2 separate regions of the Gossypium hirsutum genome follow, and region 1 is linked to region 2. A link is a contact called in public Hi-C data. All regions are on one chromosome and are shown on one strand. Each heading gives the region's core, a stretch centred on a gene start, on an enhancer-like site or on the middle of the called end of the contact. The rest is flanking DNA. Distances are from core to core; before and after follow the strand shown.

Evidence for each region. Hi-C and Micro-C count contacts between places; a contact is called where the count stands out from the background.
Region 1: a contact with region 2 is called in a Hi-C map of leaf, with 1.7 times the contacts expected there. The contact joins the promoter of LOC107955016 here to the promoter of LOC107955008 in region 2. A contact is called at or near these places in 3 of 34 Hi-C or Micro-C datasets (all in leaf).

Annotation. Positions count from the first base shown.
Region 1 is chrD07:53,611,585-53,618,360 of Gossypium_hirsutum_v2.1, reverse strand. LOC107955016 (FRIGIDA-like protein 3) reads right to left here and starts at 5,325. Exons shown (of 4, transcript XM_041097841.1): 1 at 5,071-5,325; 2 at 2,913-3,970; 3 at 2,101-2,273; 4 at 1,062-1,672. The coding sequence starts at 3,960. The coding sequence ends at 1,262.
Region 2 is chrD07:53,454,781-53,461,305 of Gossypium_hirsutum_v2.1, reverse strand. LOC107955008 (mediator of RNA polymerase II transcription subunit 19a) reads right to left here and starts at 1,594. Exons shown (of 8, transcript XR_005916384.1): 1 at 1,476-1,594; 2 at 1,165-1,280; 3 at 1-47.

The DNA.
Region 1 (6,776 bases), core at 4,076-6,575, 150 kb before region 2:
GGGGAAAGTATTTGATAATTTACAAGATGTCTATACAATTGATCTTTCCTCTCTATTTATAGAGGAGATTACAAATTCTATACAATTGTATTTTGAATCCCGAACAGTGTTTCTGATAAGGATTCGGCTTCAAATGGATGTGGTTGCTTCCACGTCTCATTTGTCTTGTTGCTTCTTTAATTGCATAGTCATGGTTGTTTCCACGTTGCATGCTTGCATTAATGACCGCTTCCATCACTGCTTATATCATGGTTGCTTCCATCATTGCTTGCGTCATCATTGTTTTGATGATAGCTTCCACATTGCAAGACTTTATTTGTCGCATCTGGATGTCTTTAATTATCATTAATGGTTGCTTCCATCATGATGGCTTCCACTTTGCCAAACTTTTCGTTGGTATGTGGATTTCTTTTCTTTTAGGTTGTCATCTTTTTGACTTCAACCTTCTTATATATTGACTAAATTCATTTTTTCAATTTCATCAAGGTGTAATGAATCGAATGAAGATCTTGGTGAATTCCAAGCATCCCACTTGCTTCTAATTCCTTCAATTTCATCAAGATGTTTTTCATAAAGTTTTTCTTTTTATTACACACAAACTAATTTTCTCTTTCATGATCATGGAGAAAGTTGAATATATATCTCACGAAATGAATTCGCAAGTATCATGATTCATTTTATTGCTTTCTTTTTCGCCAAAAAGAATTCCCATCTCGTAAAAGGTCAACTTGAATAGGACAAATCATTTTATTTTATTAGTTAATTTGATTTGTTGTTAAAAGGAGCTGGCTGGGGCTGACTATAATTGACTTGAGATCAATTAGCAATTTCCTCCATGATTTGAGTGTAATCCACCATTGAACTGAAATTGTTTATCTTCTCTCAGGTCTCAAGCTCATGTTCATCAAAATCCAATCTTCCACCAGTTAGCCCATAACTAATATTTGATTAAAATAATGAACACGCCATTGCGTACTTTACTTCCAAGACTTCATATGGTGTTACCAAACAACCCCATTACCAAAATAGAAACAAGGTACAAATGAACGAAACAGGAGATATACATACAAACACAGAGTGCATATATTAGAGGATCAAAATATCTTCTTGTACAACATATTAAAATTAACAAGGCATTTTTTTTCTTTTTTTTTTGTTGGCTTTTTAATACTAAATTCATTCGTACACTGCAACATGGAAGGTTAAGGCTAATAGTTAATGTGAGAGGATCACAGTCACCTTTTTGCCATTTTTTGGGAAATTAGTGAAGATAGGGAACCTGATACTGGTAGCCGAAGTAGTTACCATGACTTGGAGAGAAGTTGTAGGTGGCAGAACCAAGAAGAGAGGGGCCGTGGTTGTCAGCAGGTCCGGAGTAAACATAAGGTCTGTCATAAACGTACTGCGGGTACCTATCAGTGGTTCTAGAATAGAATGGTTTGTCAGCAGCTACATTAGTGACTCGTGGACCATATCCTGCACCATTGGCACGAGCTCTCTTTGTTTGAGGCTTTGCAGCTTCAGTTGATCCCTTCTTGTCTGCTTTAACCTTCTCCAATAGGAGAACCCGCTTCTGAAGTGGATCAATAGGGTATTGCTCCTCAATATTATGCTCCTCAATGCACTTGATCACAGCCTTCAGAGCTGCCAACTCTCGCTCACTAAACTCAATCTGAAAATACAGAAGAAAGTTTTCAGCCATTTTCCAATATGCAGCAAAAAATTAAAAAAAAGTCTCACTAGCATGAAGTAGAGCAAAAATATTCTTCTGCATTGAAATGGCAAGAACAAATTGCCTTCAGGGCCACATCCAAACAATTACTAAAAAATTTAACTACCAAAAGGTCTCAGGTTTATGAAAGGTACTGTAAGTAAGAACTAACTAGCCAAATCATCCCAAATGATCCAACAAGATCCAAGCATGTTAGATGGCTAACGGGACAGAAAGCTGGTCCAATCTGCTTCAGACATGGCCTTGTGGACAAAAACAGCAATAAGGACTTGTCCCTCAAACATTTGGTTAAGATATTGTCAACCAAACTATATTCAACCAATATTAGGCAAACCAATCCCCTTGAAGTAGAGGAGTAAAGAACACACCTGAGCAGTAGAAGAGGAATTTCCAGGCTTAACAGGTGAAGAAGCTTTTCTTGCCTCCTTCAAGTAGGCCTTCAGTAAAGGTACAGGCAAGAACTGCACTGTAAGATCAAATGCAAAAGCCAGATTAACCGCATCAATCTGCCTTCCATTATTCACCAGAACTTCAATTACACCTGAAATATGGAAAGATAAATAAAAGTAAAGTACGAATTAACCAGAACCAGTACAAATGGAAGAAATGATTGATTTTCTACAACAGTATTCCATGTGTAATTCACAGTTCTTGTTCTAAGACTTAGAAGTACAATTCAGGGAGGAAAAATAATAGATTAACATTGCTTGTGTTCATCCCACACAATTGGATAAATATCTGAAAGTGCCAGACAACGGTCATCCAAAATGAAGGATGGTCCACTGAACTCCAAAATAGCATTTTAACAACAATATTGTTTAAAGAATATGTAAAATAAAAAGCATTTAGGAACTTGAAGATGCTTATCAGTTTAAGAGCAAAGATTAGTTTCCCCGGTTCTGATGGCTTGAAGTTGCCTAAGTTAGGGGGAATAGAAAAAGTCAGTTAATTTACAAGGTCTCACCTGACCTTTTTTTTTAATTATGCTGAAAGTCTACTTGAAATAGTTAGTTATATCAGTTTTACAAAAATGGAACGGAAGAAATATAATGGATGTATAAGGTAAACCCATGGTGAATGGAGAAAGATTCAAGCTCATTGTTCAGAATCACTCGTTTTTTTTTTCCAAACAAACAAGTATTCTATGCAATGTTACTATGTAAGTTCATACTACACAAACCTGGCATTTTTTCAGACAAACCAAGGGACCGGCAGAGATCAGCTGTTTGACGACGACGAGAGACCATTGGTATCAGCCTTGACAGTTCTTCCTCATTGAAGTCAGAAGCAATACCAAAAGTGGCAAGAAGTTGCAGGAATGCATGAGCTTCCAATGAATTACCATTACTAGCATCCATGTCAAGAGCATCCAACTTTGGTTTCCATTCCTCAGCAATTAACTTTGCTTGCCCCCTAACATCTTCTGAGATTAAAGCAGAAACAGAAACCATATCCATATTCCTTAACAAAAAGCTAAGACATTCCATCAACATAATACAGGTTCGCCTAAGACCCAGTAGATTTGAATCTTTCTTTCGATCCACATTTGGTGCTTCTAAAAGGTAAAATCCTTTCAAAGATTCCAGGACCAAATAAGCTGGGCTTGCTGCAGCCTTCAACGCCCAAGGAATTTCCTCCTTTAAGGCAGCAAGGTTCTTGCGATTATCTGATATAAACTTGTGTAGTCCTTCAGAGTCCATCTCTTCACAAATTTTTACCAATTGGGGATAAGATTTCACCCCGAAATTTCCATTTTCAGAAGAACATTTTATATCCTCTGAGTTACTTTCGGAAGCTACAGAATCAGGGGGTTTCTCCTCAACTGACAGTTCACCACTGTCTCCATCACAGCTATCAGCAGGCTCCTCAGGTGATACTTTCCTATGCTTTTCTAGAGCATTACTAATGGCAAAAACAGCAGCATCTCTCTTTTCTTGTAACCTCACTAGTGAAGCTTGTTCTTTAGCAACAACAGCAGCTTCACGCTTCTTCAACATTTCTCGAGATTTCCTAGTTTTTGTCTCAAACTCCTTTTCTTGGTCTTCTAATTCATGGAAGCGTCTCTTCAAGGACTTCTCAAGCCCATGGAAATGTTCCTCAAGTTCTTTCCATTTCAGATTAAGTGTTACAGCACGATGACTTTCAAGTTCAGCAAATGCTTTCTGAAGCTGCTGTATCTTAGTAGTTGTTGAGTCTATGAGTGTTGCAACCGACTGCTTATCTTCCATGACAAAAAACCTGAAAGAGAAAGACATCAGCCAGGATTGGACCCCCCACTGCAGCAGTAGAGAGAGAATATAGAACCAAACAGATTTTCTAGAGTACAAAATCCTTCTCTAATCTTGTTGTAGCAAAAGGGAAAGGTAAACGGAAAACAAAAATATTAATTAAATATCAGGGAAGATAAAGTTCAATATAAGTAAACACATTTTCATTTCAAAGAATCCAACATTGTCCGCGAAAATAGTAATAAGTTAATAACCAAATAAAGCAATAGAAATTCAAAAGCAACAAATTTACTTTGAATCAGAACAAAATTTCACCCCCAAACAATAAATGTTAATCCACAAAAAGAGTTCTAGTAATCCTCTCACGGTAATAAATACTTTCCATAAACAGATCACAATGATCTAAGCTCCCTTTTGGAAGATAATAAGTTTCAGCAAATCAAAGCTTTTCCTACCTTTATCTATTTCCCAATTCTAAAATATCCTAACTTAATAAGGACCACTTAAAAGAAGTTCAGTTCCATCAATAATAATAAAACAGATTAACATATTTCCAAATATAATTACCATAGTTATCACTCAAAACTTCAGCATCATTAAGTTCAAAGTAAACATTCCTTTATTCCTTGAGTAGAAAACCCACAAGTTAAACTTTAGAACAAATATTATAACTAAGCGATCAAGGCACAAAAATGAGAGCTCCAACTTAACCCTAGAAAGCCTAATCAGAAAGGTGCAGTTTTCCAGTAAAACGTAGCCACTCTCACCAGTGATTTTACAAGTTCCGAAATCACAGAAAGATACCAACGACCCAAAGATCGTAAACCCAAAACAAGCACAGATCACCTAACCTAAAAATAAAGGACATGATCAGAACAGAACAGCGAATTTTTCGCTGCAGACGAAAGGGAACAAAAGAAGTAGACGAGTTTTGGCAGTTCAAAAACACATTTCCCGAAGTGAAGAAAAATTAAACAGATTTGAAGAGAAAAAAGAGGGATTTTTAATTTTTTTATGACGGGTTAAAAAAAAAGGAAGAAAGTGCCGATCCGGAGAAGAGAGTGAAAACGACGGGAAAAGAAAGAAATAGCGAGGGAGAGAGACAATTACCTGATTGATTCAAACGGAAATGGGGTAACAAAGTGTCCTAATTCGATAAAGATTCGAATTAATCACTCCATTTTTTGTTTCCTCTTTTTTTCAAAGAAGGTTTGGTGTTTTGGGATAGTGGATATTTGTGGCTGCTACCTATCCTTTAATCACTAGAGAGAGAAAGAAAGAGAGACTAAATGAAACGAAAGCTAAAAGATAGTGTTTTTTCCCTCTTTTCCTTTATCATTATTTTATTCAGCATTTATTGAGAATGGGATTATTCACTTCATTCAATTTCAGACATTAAAACTTACTTAAATTCAAAATTGTTGATTATTTTAGATTAAGGATTAGCTCAATTGACACGAGTATTATTATCAATACATGGAGACATAGATTTATGTGTGTTGAATCGAATTATCCTTTTATTTATGAGTTGACAAAGGGTTTTGGATAGTTTTAAATATTATGTCAAAGAACAGATATGATTTGAACTTATAACAATATTGTTGAAATAAATTTTGTTTATTATTTTAATGTTTCATTTAAATATGGTTGAACTAAACAAATGAGGTGTCATTTCAACTTTAAATGTAACTGGCATTAGTCGAGTTAAATTTTTGGGGAAAATAAAGCTTAATATACCCTTAAATATTTGAGTTTAATTTTTTTTAATGCAAAATTTGTGTTTTGTTAAGGGTAAGATATTTAGTTGACCACTCAAAATTAAATTCTTACAATTTCGTCACTCTATTTTTAGGATGTTTTTATTTTAATCATTTAACCATTAAATCTTTAACAACGGTTAAATTGTACATGTCATATCATGTTCGCACTTTTATTTTGGTCACTCAAAAAATATATTTTTTTAATATTGATCGGGGTAAAAAAACATTAAGGATTTCAGTGAAAAAAGGTACAAACTAAAATAATGCTTTAAAATTTGTCAAATTCTACTTGTTTACCTCATTGCCAGAAGTTCTAATTTTTTTTCAATATTGAAATTTTAAATTTCAAAACATCGAAATCGGCTAAATAAGTTATTGAAAATATTGTATCTATTGACAATGCAAAACAATTTGTTACTATAATATTATAATTAATTAAATCAATTAATTTAGTATCCTTTTAAATCTTAAAATCTTATTTTATGTTTCTAAATTAAAATCAACTCAAATAAATCATCTTTAATGATTGTACATGAAACTCAAATTTCTTTTAATTATATGGTCTCGAGTTTTTCATATTAAGCAAAAAGTAAAGAAAAGTTCTTACAATTAATTTAATTAATTAATTAATATTTCATGCCAAGCAAAACCCATAATTTTTCATCACTTTTGTTACCCAAACGAAGAACAAGCACTTAATTTAATTAATTGCAATGATTTTTCTTTGCTTTTGGTGAAAAATTCGAGATTATATAATCAAAAGAAATTTATGTTTCATAGACAATTATTAAATATGAGTTATCGAGTTGATTTAATTAAGAATAATATGGAAATATAAAATAAAATTTTAAAATTTAGGAGGAGATTAATTTAATTGATTTCAATATTACAGTAACAAATTGGTTAACTTGAGTTCTATTTTTTGAAATTTAAAATTCCAATTTTGAAAAAATTAGAACTTTCATAAATGTGATAAACAAGTACAATTTGACAATGTTTTAATGCATTATTTTAGTTTCTATCATTTTTTTACTTTAATCCTTAATTTTTTTACCT
Region 2 (6,525 bases), core at 345-2,844:
TTCAGGATCCATGAGTTAATGATTCATGAAATATGTATCATCATCAGCTGCATTTTTTAGCGAAAGTCAGGAAAAACATCCACGAATAATCAAAACATCTATAAAAGTAAACAAAGATTACAGTAGATCTTCAGTAAGTTAAGCATAATCATCACAGGCAGCCTGCCCTATAGTGCAGAAGGGTCTTGCATATTAAAAATAAAAAAGCATACAAAACCTAGTCAGTACATCCTTTTTTCCAATTTGTTCACCTTCTGTGGCAGGCATGTAAAACAAGCATCTTACAAATTTCAAGTTCCAAAGCCAACTTTCACATCAAATATGCTTCCCCAGTGCAGCAATTAAATCTCTTTGCCCTCATCTTTCTTACAATTTTATTTATGTTCAATTATATAACTAGTACCAAAATATGTGCAGTAGGGTGAAAGATATGCCAAGAGAAACCGATAAAGGCCAACTTGGTAACCATATAACCCTTTGATTTCAATTCAAAAAGCAAAATGGAGGCAAACGCAGAATTAATATTTACATTAAACATATCAATAGAGGTTCATGATTGGATCCAGTAGGAAGCAATTGGCCCACTAACAGCTCAACTTTTGAGAATACCTTAGCATTAATTTCCTAAGCAAGCCAAATAATAGCATATGTAACTTTAAAAATAAATTCTAAATGCCTAGTTAATAGTCATAATTTAAAGAGAGTTTTCAAGCGATGGCAGTTTCAGGTGCACTGAGAAATTGAAATTACCCTCATGTAGAATAATACCTTAACTCCAAGAATTTCCAGTTTAGTTTCCTCTAAATTTGTTATGTGTGGATCATTAATTGGTTATGTGGAAATAAGAAGCATTGATAAAGGTTATTTCTTTACTGGTTCAAGCAAATTTAGACACCAGAATTACAGATTTAAAATAATTTGTTCGCAATTTTTTCTCAATTTCTCACTTCCACAGATTTTTTTTTCTCGGAATCTTAGGACATATATAAATTTCCAAGAGAGAAAAACAGACATGAGGAATAACTGCCGAAAGAATATTTTTCCAAACAATTACTAATTGTCTATACATAAGAATCAGAAAGAAAACCCAATCATAATTTACCATTGCAAAATTTAAAATAAAAACATTAGAGGGGAAGAAGAAAAAGAAGAAATCAAGAATACCTCAAACATGAAATCGCAAGTTCGCCGTGTTACTTTTTTCAGATCACGGGAAAGCAAAGCACAAAATTTCGAAGTTCCTTTTCTCTTCTTCTACTCAACTCACTCCTCACGCTTTTCTACCAGTAAAAAATTACCAAATCCAAACAAAAATCAAAACCGCACAAATTTTAAAACAAAGAAAAGGGGAAAGGAGAAGAAATTGAGCAGCGAAACCAAGAGAGGGAGAAAAAGGACGGAAGGGAAGGGAGTGGAAGGAAAGAGATGGTAGATCAGAGAAAGTTCGAGAGAGTTCTAAAAGAAGAAAGTCGTACTTTTCTAGGGTTTGGAAGGAGACGAACGACGATGCTAATAAATTTTACCTCTGAGGTTTTTGGGGTCCGTAGCTTCGCTCTCTGGATCTCGGGGTGTTTAGTTACCTTATTTGTTTATTTATTTTTTAATTTTTTTATTACTATAATAGTTTTTGTTTTTAGGGTGGGATCGAAGAGCGTCGGGTGAATCGGGTAATTCCACGCTTGCCAATGTTTTTCTCTACACACTCGCACGACGAGGGACCCCAGCCAAAAATGTGGGAAATTTTTTCCTTTTGTTTTTTTAGTAATTGGACTTAAAGTCACTAAACTATTAATAAATTTATATTTTAGTAACTTAACTTTAAAATATTACAAAATGATAGTTAAACTATTCAAAAAATTTCATTTAAATCACTGAACTATTTGAAAATTTTTATTTAAGCTATTGGATTGTTAAGCTTTTTTTTTTTTGTAAAGTCTAGCTAGCTTGTTCCAAGCAACAATTCGACGATTAGTAGGTAAATCAATACCTATTGACAAGTACAAAAATATACCTTAGATTCAAGTTGATCTAGCGATCAATATTGGAGATTGAAGAAGAAAGTTGTTTGGATTTTAGTTCATGAATTCATAACATTCAAAATTGTTTCATAAAAGAAAATTGAACTTTAGAAGAGAAAGGAAATGAGAGCTTTTTATTAGTGTCGACAATGCAAATAGAGAAGGCCATACAACGTTGATTTTAATAGCCTTATGACTTAAATGAAAACTTTTGAATAATTCAGTAACTATTTTGTAACTTTTTGAAGTTGAGTAATCAAAGCATAAACTTACTAATAGTTTTGTGATATTGAGTGTAATTTATCCTTTTCTTTTAATACATTTATATTTTATACATGAAATAATATTTGATATACTTCTAGTGGAGTTCTTAGACTCCACAATCAAGGGAGTTGACAAATAAGAGTATAGTAAAACATTAAAAATAAATAAATATTTAAGAAAAGTTATACGTGACAAATTTTGTTTGTAGAATAAAAAAGTATATTGCCACTCAAATACTAACTCTTTATACATTTTGTTTGTTTTATGAAAAATATTTTTTATATATTATTGTCTTTATTTTATGAAAAATAACTTAGTTAACAGAAAAAAATTACTGGTCAACAAAAAATAAGTTATTTTGGTCTAAAAATGACTTCTCCTATTAAAAAACATAAGTAATTTTCAAAAAAACAATTTTTTATGAGTAACTCATTTTTATATAAAATTAACTTGAATAAAGTACAATATTATTATATTAATAAGAAAATTTTAATTTTACAAAATTATTTAAAATTTTAAAATTATATATTATAATTTTCAAGATTTTTTATAATTGTGGGTAAGGTTGGTGTTGCCAAAGATTAAACCTAAGTTTTCATGCTATGACACAAATACTCTTGTCACTAGGTCAAAAGATTATTGGCATTTTTCAATATCTTTAAATGTATATATTTATATTTAATAGTATAATAATTTATTAACATAATTTAATATTTTAATAAAATTATTTAATATTATGATTTTAAATTAATAAAAAATTTTAACATTAATAATAATTTTAAATTTTGAGTAATATTCTTAATATTTTATTGAAAAAAATTATATTAATATTTTAATAATAAATATATATTAAATTCATAACTATTTAATAATAAATATTCTATAGTATAAAATATGAATATTTTAATAATATAAATACGGTTACTTGTTTAAATCCTACTTAAAATTTTTTTTATCACTTCTAGCTCCAATTTGTCACTTTTTGCTCTCATATAGATATATATAATATATGTAACTTCAAATTAAATTTTAATTAGATATTGATTATTATTATGTCTATAAATGATCTTATTATTATAAAATAAATTATTATTGTTAAAGGGAATACTTCTATAATATTTTGTAAAAAAATATGTTGTATTTATTTAACTGAAAATAAGTTTCAAAAAAAGATTTTAAGAAAATTTGCTAAACAATGAAAAATATGTTACACAGAATCATCAAATAACAAAAAATATTAGGGTGCGTTTGGTTTCAAGAAATAATGATCTTTTTTATTTTCATTTTTATTGGAAAATAGAAAATTAAAAATAGTGAAGAAAACATGTTTGGTTAAATTTTTTGAAATTGATTTTTGAAAAATGAAAATAAAAATTAGAAAATAAAAAAAATATGATTTTTGTTATGAATATCTTATTAAGTAGATATCCATCATGATCAATATAAAATTTATTAAGTAGATATCCATCATGATCAATATAAAATTTTAATATACTTTAAATTCTAATAGTTATTAAAATTAGATCTCTACTTCTTTTATACTTCTTATGCCTATAAATAGAGACTCTGGTGAAGCATTGTAATCATCTTTTTTGATCAATAAAATGCATTCTCTATTGCTTCCCTTTTTTTTTTGTTCTTTAGTCTCTTTATCTCTCTTTATTTTATAACACGTTATTAGCACAATCTTGCTCAAAGTGATTGTTCATTTTATCGACAATCAAATTTATTCTTCATAATTTTCAATATCTTTGACGGCAATATGCAAAGTTTTTACAAATGGTGAAAGATTTGATATCATTATCTATATGAAATCGAGAAGTAAGGTTCACTCTCAAAGTTTACTTTTTGATATTTGCTTGGGGATGATCTCTTTTTCTTCATTATAAAGGATGTTTATAATCACTACTTCTCATTCATGGTAACATAAGTCAATCTAATCAACTTCTTTTGAAATTTGATTTAAATTCTATTAAAATGTTCAATTTATATAATTCACTATTCGTATCTCTATGAATTTATAAAACTCTTCACGCATTTAGTTATTGGGATTTTTATGTGGAGATAAATATTTTTTCAATTTTAATATAATTGATTGGTTTAATTTTGATTTTGATTAAGATATATTATTATTGCGGAATGTGAGCAAAAATACTTACTTGTCATGAATTTTGAGATATTCACCATTTCTGTGATAATTTCATATCATTGTAAAATTTGAGATGAAATTATGTTATAAGAGGTGGATGTTAGAAAATGTTTATGTTTAAACTTTTATAGCTATAAAGTTATTTTAATTTGACATTATAATATTTTGTATTTTATTGTGGTATGATATATAAAATATATATTATCTAATCACAATTATTTATATTAGTGACATGAATTTATTATTTGTTACGTTTAATATATGTTTTATTTATACCTATTCATTTTATTTTTATATGAACAAATAAAATTTTATTTAAACTAAATTAAACATTCATTAAGGTTATACAATAAAATGATTATATGCTCCTAAAGAGCTAATATTGCATCAAACTATAAAAAGCTCTTTAAGAACTTATATTTTAGCTCCTTATGATGCAAAATTTTATAAAATATAATATTAATTTTCAGATCAAGAAGATATATGTTGAATAAAACCTTCATGTGTTTTACATTAAAATCATAAATATAAATAACATGAGATACTCATGTATTTGTATTATATACATTCCCCGAAGGAATACATTACACTATATGATTGAAATATCTTATGTGCTCCTGTAGTAGCAATATTGTGAAAATGACTTCAAAAGTATTTTCGAATGATCTCATACCTTCTAGTGGCTAAGCAAAATAATAAGTTACTAATGAAAAACTATGAAATTCTTCCCACTAGTTTTGCTACATTCCTTGAAGTGAATGTAGCAGTACATAACAACTATGAAAAATGAAAATATAGAGATCATGATTGTTGCTGTAATTGAGGATGTGATTGGAGACTAATCATGACAACATGAAAAGATAATGTAACACCCCAAACCCGGCCCAGACGTTATGGCTGAATTCGGAGATGTCACAAAAAAGGGTTTTGAAAACTGAGTCGTTACGATAAAACGTTCCAGTATTATAACACATATTCGTTTAAATCTATTATCGAAAACATTATTTACCTAATTAATTTACCAAAGCGTAATTTAAAGCGGAAGTCATAGAAAACGTTATTTTTGGAAATTCCCATTCATGTTTTTGGAAAACCTTTATTTTAGTGAAAACTACGTTTTTGAGTATCTGTTGCAATTAAATGTTTAAAACAAAAATCCCAAAAATTAACCAGACACTCTGGAGAGTCCAATTATTACAAAACTCCCAGAAATAAACTTTAAATTAAAGTAAAACCACAATATTTAATAGTTTACGAATTCGTGGTCACTGAGAGGCTCCGCCACACCGATCTGCCTAAGTCTAAGGATTACCTGAATAGAACAAACAGACAGATATGAGTATTCGTAAACTTAGTGTGTAACCCAACAGAAATATACACAAAAATCTCATGCACAGTTAGATACAGATAACAGAATCGGATATACAGAACAAATATACAGAATCCTACCCCTATCCTCTACACACCAACCCTGACCAACTCATCACACCATGTGGGGTTAAAAATACCCACCCATCCCTAACACCATATTGTATCATTATGACACATATCTGATATTATGCAGCCAAACTGCCAGAATATAGGCAAATGTCGCCTTACAGAATACTTCCTCATGATATACAATCTCCACCCCAAACATAATTACAGATTACAGGTACAGAAATATCATGCTTAGCATGCTCGGATACAGATATTAGTTATATATAATAGAATAGTCAGACATGCATGACAATGTCTTACTTAGAGCAACTATTAGAATAACAGATCACATAATTTAAGGTTTGGTTAGCCCTTCCTGACTCTACGGTAGGCCCACAGTAGATCGGAATAACCCGTGCGACCCTAGAAAATATTTCAAACTTATAGCCCACATGTTCGTGTGGGCCCACAAGCCCAGATTGGACTCACTCGTGTGGCCCACATGACCTGGCCCAAAACTCACACGCCCGTGTGGGCTCACACACCCAATTTGGCCTAGCCCGTGTGGCTCACATGGCCACACACACACCACCACACGGTCGTGTCTAGCACACGGCCATGCCCTCGTCAAATACACGACCGTGTCTCGCACACGGCCAAGCACATGCCCATGTG